Linked DNA regions of Ostrinia nubilalis: region 1 is linked to region 2. A link is a contact called in public Hi-C data. All regions are on one chromosome and are shown on one strand. The core of a region is the stretch at or near the end of the contact, and the rest is flanking DNA. Distances in the headings are between cores, read along the strand shown. Region 1 holds the start of LOC135087690 (DNA-directed RNA polymerase II subunit RPB2). Region 2 holds the start of LOC135087683 (zinc finger CCCH domain-containing protein 13-like).

The links. Hi-C and Micro-C count contacts between places; a contact is called where the count stands out from the background.
Region 1: a Hi-C map of whole body shows a contact between it and region 2, with 4 times the contacts expected there. The contact joins the promoter of LOC135087690 here to the promoter of LOC135087683 in region 2. A contact is called at or near these places in 2 of 5 Hi-C or Micro-C datasets (both in whole body).

Annotation. Positions count from the first base shown.
Region 1 is chr3:5,567,280-5,571,183 of ilOstNubi1.1, reverse strand. LOC135087690 (DNA-directed RNA polymerase II subunit RPB2) reads left to right here and starts at 1,879. Exons shown (of 1, transcript XM_063982438.1): 1 at 1,879-3,904. The coding sequence starts at 2,006.
Region 2 is chr3:5,403,170-5,407,080 of ilOstNubi1.1, reverse strand. It overlaps LOC135087683 (zinc finger CCCH domain-containing protein 13-like), which reads left to right and starts at 2,239. Exons shown (of 9, transcript XM_063982430.1): 1 at 2,239-2,904. The coding sequence starts at 2,345.

The DNA of each region.
Region 1 (3,904 bases), core at 630-3,129, 160 kb before region 2:
TTCATCGTTGTGCCTCCTGGACTTGATAGCAATGGGCTTAATAGAAGGAGTGAGATTTGTGAAAATTGAAGCAGGAGGAACCGAGGCTTCCATTACGTTACAGACGCTGAGGGGCTCCTCCTCACCACCGAAGTTCAAAATGAGCGAAGAATGTGTTTTTAGTATATCATGCCCAATTATGACGTCTGCACACAAGTTGTTTACAATCAGCAAATTCCGTTTCGGGTAAATATGTTTATCGATCTTTAAAGTTACGGAACACGATCCTTCTACTATAGAGGTATGGCTTAGCGATGCTAGTGTAATAGACTGACTGCAACGTTTCTTCTTTAGTTTTAATGTTTCAGCCAAACCTTTGTCAATAAAGCTTACTGAACTTCCTGTGTCAACGAGTGCGTCTGCAAGGTAGTCGTTAATAGTTATGGGGATAGTCGCTTTTCGCAGACTTCCTGGAGCGGCTGCAATTACCGACGCTGCCTCCGTAGGTGTATCTTGAGTTACAGCATTCATTTTAGGACTCGTTCCACCACTGCTCCGACATACATTTGCAAAATGTCCTTTCTTGGAGCATAATTGGCATTGCGAATGAAACGCAGGACACTTTATACGTTGATGTACATTACCACCGCAAAAAAAACATCGACGTTTTTTTATGACCGAAATTAACAGCGGCTAAATTATCATCGACCTCCTTTTCTTGTTCTGGTTGAACCGGTATAGCGTTAAGCAATGAGGTCGGATTAGATGAAATTGAGAAAGAGTGCAAACTTTTTTCGGCGGTTTCAAGTGTCAGTGCCTGGTTCTGTGCGTCATCGAATGACAATGTAAAATTTTCCAACAGTCTTTGACGGATTCTTTGAGAGTTGATACCCGATATGAATGCAATACACATGAAATCGTTTTGATTTTGTTCGGCAGTCACAGCGTGAAAATCACAATCTTGGGCTAACAGTTTCAAGGCACGAACATAATCACGTATAGATTCCTCAGGCTTTTGCTGTCTTGTTGAGAGGATGTGCCGAGCTAGAATACGATTCCGAGGTTTCTCGTATGATTTTTTAAGTAATTCTATTGCTTCGTCATAACTGGCACATCCTTTTATTATAGCAAAGACTCCAGGCGCCAAATAGTTGATAAGTAGCTTTAATTTTAAGTCAGGACTAGCATTACTTATCTCTTCTGATATGAAGTTTTGGAATGTATGCAGCCAATGACTCCATTGGAGCTCTGCACCGGGCGTACTTGGATCCGTTGAAAATTTTTCCGGATTTAGATAACGAGAACCTCTCGTGATGGAACTCGACGACACAGTTTCGTTATGAGACATTGTCACAATTAAGTTGAATAAATTGTTACAAATGGAAAGATACGGCCTTCAGAAACTAGGCTTTATTCAACTTAATAAATGAGCTACATTTCTGTTATTTTAAGATCAAGATATTTTCCACAAAGATGTCACTTGTATCATTCTTAAAGTACCATAGACAATTTGCAACAGAGGAGGTTCATATCAGTGACTAGAAAAATAGCGGCCTTTGTCAATGGTGATCCGCTAGCCAGTCAGTAGTGGAAAACTAAAATAAACATAAACTACGGGTTATCTATAAGCCCGAGTGGTATCAAACAAAGTGATTACCTGCTCAGTGGTATCGAAATCGAACCATATGAACCATATCAATACGAATATGAATGAAGTACTTAATAAATTTAAAATTATGTAAAGCGATCTTTAGGTATTTTAATAAAATAGTAGTTATTTTGGACTGTAATTATTTCGAAGATAAATAAAATAGGTTTAGTTATTTTTGGTAACCGCAATATTTATAGAAATAATTTTGTGTAAAATTAAGGAAAATCTTTCTTTGGGCTGGTATCCCCAAAGACAGCAGCCATTTTAGAATTCGCCGCAATCCTCGCGTTGCGGTAGGTATTGTGTCGACGTCGAATTTTTTATTGAATTTGCCACAAATATCACAATTCAGGAGATTCAGTTCTCCATATCATCATGTATGATACTGAAGATGATCAATATGAAGAAGAAGATGTTGAAGAAATTTCCTCTGAGCTCTGGCAAGAAGCCTGTTGGATCGTTATCAACGCGTACTTCGATGAAAAGGGTTTGGTTCGTCAACAACTTGATAGTTTTGATGAATTTATTCAAATGTCTGTGCAGCGCATAGTAGAAGATTCTCCACCAATTGAACTACAAGCAGAAGCTCAACATTCGTCTGGTGAAATAGAGACCCCTCCTAAATATCTTCTAAAGTTTGATCAAATCTATTTATCCAAACCTACTCACTGGGAAAAAGATGGTGCTCCTTCGCCTATGATGCCTAATGAAGCACGTCTTCGGAATCTGACTTATTCAGCTCCTCTTTACGTTGATATAACCAAGACCATTGTAAAAGAGAATGAAGATCCAATTGAAACGCAACATCAAAAAACCTTTATCGGGAAAATCCCAATTATGCTGCGTTCGACTTATTGCCTACTTAGCAATCTAACTGACAGAGATTTGACTGAATTGAATGAATGTCCATTAGATCCTGGTGGTTACTTTATCATCAACGGTTCTGAAAAAGTCCTTATTGCACAGGAAAAGATGGCCACAAATACTGTTTATGTCTTCAGCATGAAAGATGGAAAGTTTGCTTACAAAACAGAAATTAGGTCATGTCTTGAACACAGCTCAAGACCTACCTCAACTTTATGGGTGAACATGATGGCCAGAGGAGGGCAAAGTATAAAGAAATCTGCTATTGGTCAAAGAATCATTGCTATTGTTCCATACATCAAACAAGAAATACCCATCATGATTGTATTCAGAGCCCTTGGGTTTGTAGCAGACAGAGATATATTGGAACATATTATCTATGACTTTGATGATCCTGAAATGATGGAGATGGTGAAACCTTCATTAGATGAGGCTTTTGTTATTCAAGAACAAAACGTTGCACTCAACTTCATTGGTGCTCGTGGGGCCCGACCAGGTGTCACTAAAGAAAAGCGTATCAAGTATGCTAGAGAAATTTTACAAAAAGAAATGTTACCACATGTAGGAGTCTCTGATTTTTGTGAGACTAAAAAGACTTACTTCTTGGGATACATGGTTCACAGACTACTTCTGGCTGCATTGGGACGCCGAGAACTGGATGATCGAGATCATTATGGAAATAAACGTTTGGATTTGGCTGGGCCTTTATTGGCATTTTTGTTCCGAGGCTTGTTCAAGAACTTGTTGAAAGAAGTAAGAATGTATGCTCAAAAATTCATTGATAGAGGAAAAGATTTCAATTTAGAGCTGGCAATAAAAACTAAAATTATCACTGATGGGTTGAGATATTCTCTAGCTACAGGAAATTGGGGTGATCAAAAGAAAGCTCATCAAGCTCGAGCTGGAGTGTCACAGGTGTTGAACAGGTTGACATTTGCCTCAACATTATCTCATCTAAGACGTGTCAACTCACCAATTGGTCGAGATGGTAAGCTAGCTAAGCCCCGACAGTTGCACAATACACTTTGGGGAATGATTTGTCCAGCTGAAACACCAGAAGGTGCTGCTGTAGGTCTGGTGAAGAATCTGGCATTGATGGCTTACATATCTGTTGGAAGTCAGCCATCACCTATATTGGAGTTCTTGGAAGAGTGGTCTATGGAAAATTTAGAAGAAATAGCACCATCTGCCATAGCTGATGCAACAAAGATATTTGTCAATGGTTGCTGGGTTGGTATCCATAGAGATCCTGAACAACTTATGGCCACTCTAAGAAAACTAAGACGTCAGATGGATATTATTGTCTCAGAAGTGAGCATGATTCGTGATATTCGAGACAGGGAAATTAGAATTTATACAGATGCGGGTAGAATATGTCGTCCATTGCTGATTGTTGAGAATGGAGCTCTA
Region 2 (3,911 bases), core at 990-3,489:
ATTTACAGACTTACAGCTGGGTATCTCTAATTCCGAGATTCTTACCTAATTTAAGCTTAAATGACTGGACTATACAGTGTGAGTCACGTTAAAGTGTACATATGAAAATAGATGAAACTAGACCTATTTTTATCGACAAAAAAGAGGTCACAAAATTTTTGAGATTTTTTTTAAATTTTTTATAGAATTTTTTTTCTTCTAATTACTTATTGTAAAGAAAACGTAATAACTTTTAAACTAAGCGGTATATCCTGATAAAATAAAAACAATAATAATGCTAAATAAGAGGCGATACTAAAAAAATACATAAAATACACAAAAAATGCCAACAAATAATAAAAAATGATACTTTTTGAAAAAAATCTGCTTTGAAATTCGTGTTTTTTTGGTTATTTGATAAATTTCTCCAAAAAATGCCCCTATAACAGGTGGTTTTTATTACTTTGTATTATTCTCTATTGTATTATCTTTGTAAAACTAAAAATCGCATGTCTCTATCCCTATCACAACATTTACTATGATCGTTTGAACAAAGGCCTGCCACAACATTATTCTCCGCTACAGGTAGAGAGAATTTTAATTTTAACTAAAATGCTTATTTTACTTCGAAATCTTTTGTTTTTATTTGAAATCTAACTTTTCTTTATCAAAATTACAAATCTAGAGCCATTTTCAGTTTCGTTGTTAACGAAACGTTGAATGGCGCGCCCGGAGAGGCTTAGTTCAAACGATCATTGCAAACGTTGTGATAGGTATAGAGACATGCAATTTTTGGTTTTACGAAGGTAATACGATAGAGAATAATACAAAGTAATAAAAACCACCGGTTATAGGGGCATTTTTTGGAGAAATATATCAAATAACCAAAAAAACACGAATTTAAAAGCAGATTTTTTTCAAAAAGTATATTTTTTTATTATTTGTTGGCCTTTTTTGTGTATTTTATGTATTTTTTTAATATCGCCTATTATTTAGCATTATTACTGTTTTTATTTTATCAGGATATACCGCTTAGTTTAAAAGTTATTACGTTTTCTTTACAATAAGTAATTGGAAGAAAAAAAATTCTATAAAAAATTTAAAAAAAATCTCAAAAATTTTTTGACCTCTTTTTTGTCTATAAAAATAGGTCTAGTTTCATCTATTTTCATATGTACACTTTAACGTGACTCACACTGTATATGCGGGTGTGACGTGTCGCATGCATGCAATGAAGTGTGAGAGTATAGCCTGACCAGGAACATAAAAACCCTGGCATAGAGGCGCGTCAATTGCATTTGATAGTGCAACACTGAGTACAGTCGTACCTGTGTTAAATTAATAGGCTAACTTTATGTATCAGGATTCAGGATTACGTCCTAATTAATTGATATTTTCATAAATTAACGAATAAAGATTATATAGGTAATCTGGTTTAAATAAATTAAATGAAACCACCAATCGAGCTAGTATGATTTATTTTATTATTCATCAATAATCAAATTCAGAACTTGAATATTCAACTGCAATGTCTGCTCATGAACGCTTCAAACTCGGTACTTCTTTCCCAATTCCATAAAATTCAACACTTAGAAAGTGACAAAAAACTTTAAAATAGGTATTTGAAACAAACCACAGCTAATTTTCATAGTGGACTGTACTATACGATAAACATGTCAGTCAATTTGACAACCTTTGTCGGAAACATTATTCAATGAAAATATTGTCCGAACCCTTAGTATTTCTCTTCGATAAATACTTTAACACATTGTGAACCACTTTTCTTTCACGACTGTAAAAAGATTTTAGCAATTTAATTCACAAAATCAATTGCGCACATTTAAAATAAAGTTTGTTTACACTTTGACAGCAATAGACTGACATGCAAGGTGACATGTCAATGAAGTTTTCAGTTACTGTTGCCATTAAAAGAAATTAGTACCATTAGTTTTCCGCAACATGGCGAGGGTTTTTATGTTCCTGGTCAGGCTATAAGTTTTTATTTAACCGGGTTTCTATCACTTCTTTCCCTACATAATCAACAAAAACATGCCATGTCAACATTCAGCCGGGTCTCCAGCAGCGCGTGATTTGCGCTAGACAATCTTTAAAAACATACACTCAACGGCTTAAAAACCAAAATCTTCCGTCCGTATCGACAGTGATCCATAGTATCGGCATCGGATATACCTACGCACAAGATTTTATATACTCTTTGACAACATCTATTTTAAAATTTTATTAGTCTGTGACCTGTGTTCTTTGTTATCTGTGGTTAACAATGGCGGACTTTGTGCCGGTGACAAAATTTTATTTTTGTGATCGATTTCAGTTTTAATTGTGAGACAAATGTTTTTCCTCTATAATGTCAAAACAAGGAAAAAGAAAAATCACCGTGGAATTACCGAAAACCAAGGACCTATCGAATAGACCCAGCGTTTTTGAGCGTCTCGGTACTAAGAAAACTGCGAGTGTGAAAAAAACAACTGAACATTGTAGACAGTGGGCTCAGCATGGTAATTGCGCTTACGGTAAAAGTTGTAAATTTGCAGCCACACATACATTGATTAGCCCATCAAAGCAGCGTGCGGCCAATAAGGACAGTGAACAAAAGCGTTTGGTGAAAGACGATGGCAAGAATAGACTGCATTCTACCGTGGTAGTGCGTTCGGGCCGTAGTCCAGACGGCGAAATTGACAACTGGGACCAAAATGACTTAGAATACGCCGATACTGACGTCCTCGAAAAAAGGAGACAGCAGTTGCAACGAGAATTGGAATTGCAAATGAAAATGGATTGTAGTAAAGACATGCGTAAAGACAAAAAGAAAGTTGTTTCAAGTACTTCATCGTCACGGAGTTCTAGCTCCTCCAGCATATCATCCTCGTCATCAGATGGCAGCACGTCATCATCTTCATCTGGCAGGTACGATTATGGACTGAAGTAAATTGCTTCTATAATCTGCTGTCTGTTGTAGTTTTACTTACTTGATTAAAAAGCTAAGATACAACTTAAAACTGAAAAACAACACTTAGAACTTTATTGTAAAGGTCAGAGTGTAGGATATTAAACAGGACAAAAGATTTCTGTTCTGATTTTATGATAGAGAAAGTTATACATGGTGACCAACATTTCATGTTGATGACACTTCCTAAGATATTAAGTACCTATCTATTAAAAACTTGAATGACTGATTTTGCTAAGGCGAATGTTCAAGGTTCAACCTAGATCATGCATGTTTATGGTGAATAAAATACTGAGTGTAGGTTAGGATCTACAAGGATCTACTTGCTCATATAAACAGTTTTTTACTTGTATTTCAATAATGATTATGAGACTGAGATGGGGAACTCTTCCTTGAAGTGTGAGACAATGTTAGCTCCCCCTTAAAACAACATTTATCAAAACTTAAAATAGAGCATAGTGATTAGATTAATTTGAATATTGATACCAATCATAGATTTGAGATTAGTTTGAATTGTCATGCTCTAGTGATTTTTACAATATGGACCTAAAACTGAAATCATTTTAAAAACAACAAGTAAAAGGTCAGTTTCTTTATACCACTTTCATTGAAAGTTACAAAAATCAACCAAATATCACTGCCCTGTAAGTTTAAGAGTTTACAAGCTACTGGCTTGAGTGAGACCTCAAGGGTTATACAATACATACAAACCAAAAAATCAACGAGGCTCCAGGCAAAAAAAAAATTAAACTATAAGAATACAGGCAATAAGTGGAGCCTGTGAGCAAGGTTCCTGCTGTGGGAACTGCAGTTTCTGCCACTTTTGAAGGCAGTTTTTGAACTTTCTTTACAAACTTCTTTTCTTTTATATTTATTTTATTTTTATACAGTGTTAGGTAAATAGGTTTATGAGCCGATACTAGCCCATGTTAACATAATTATGCATATAAATGGTATGGTTTACCCT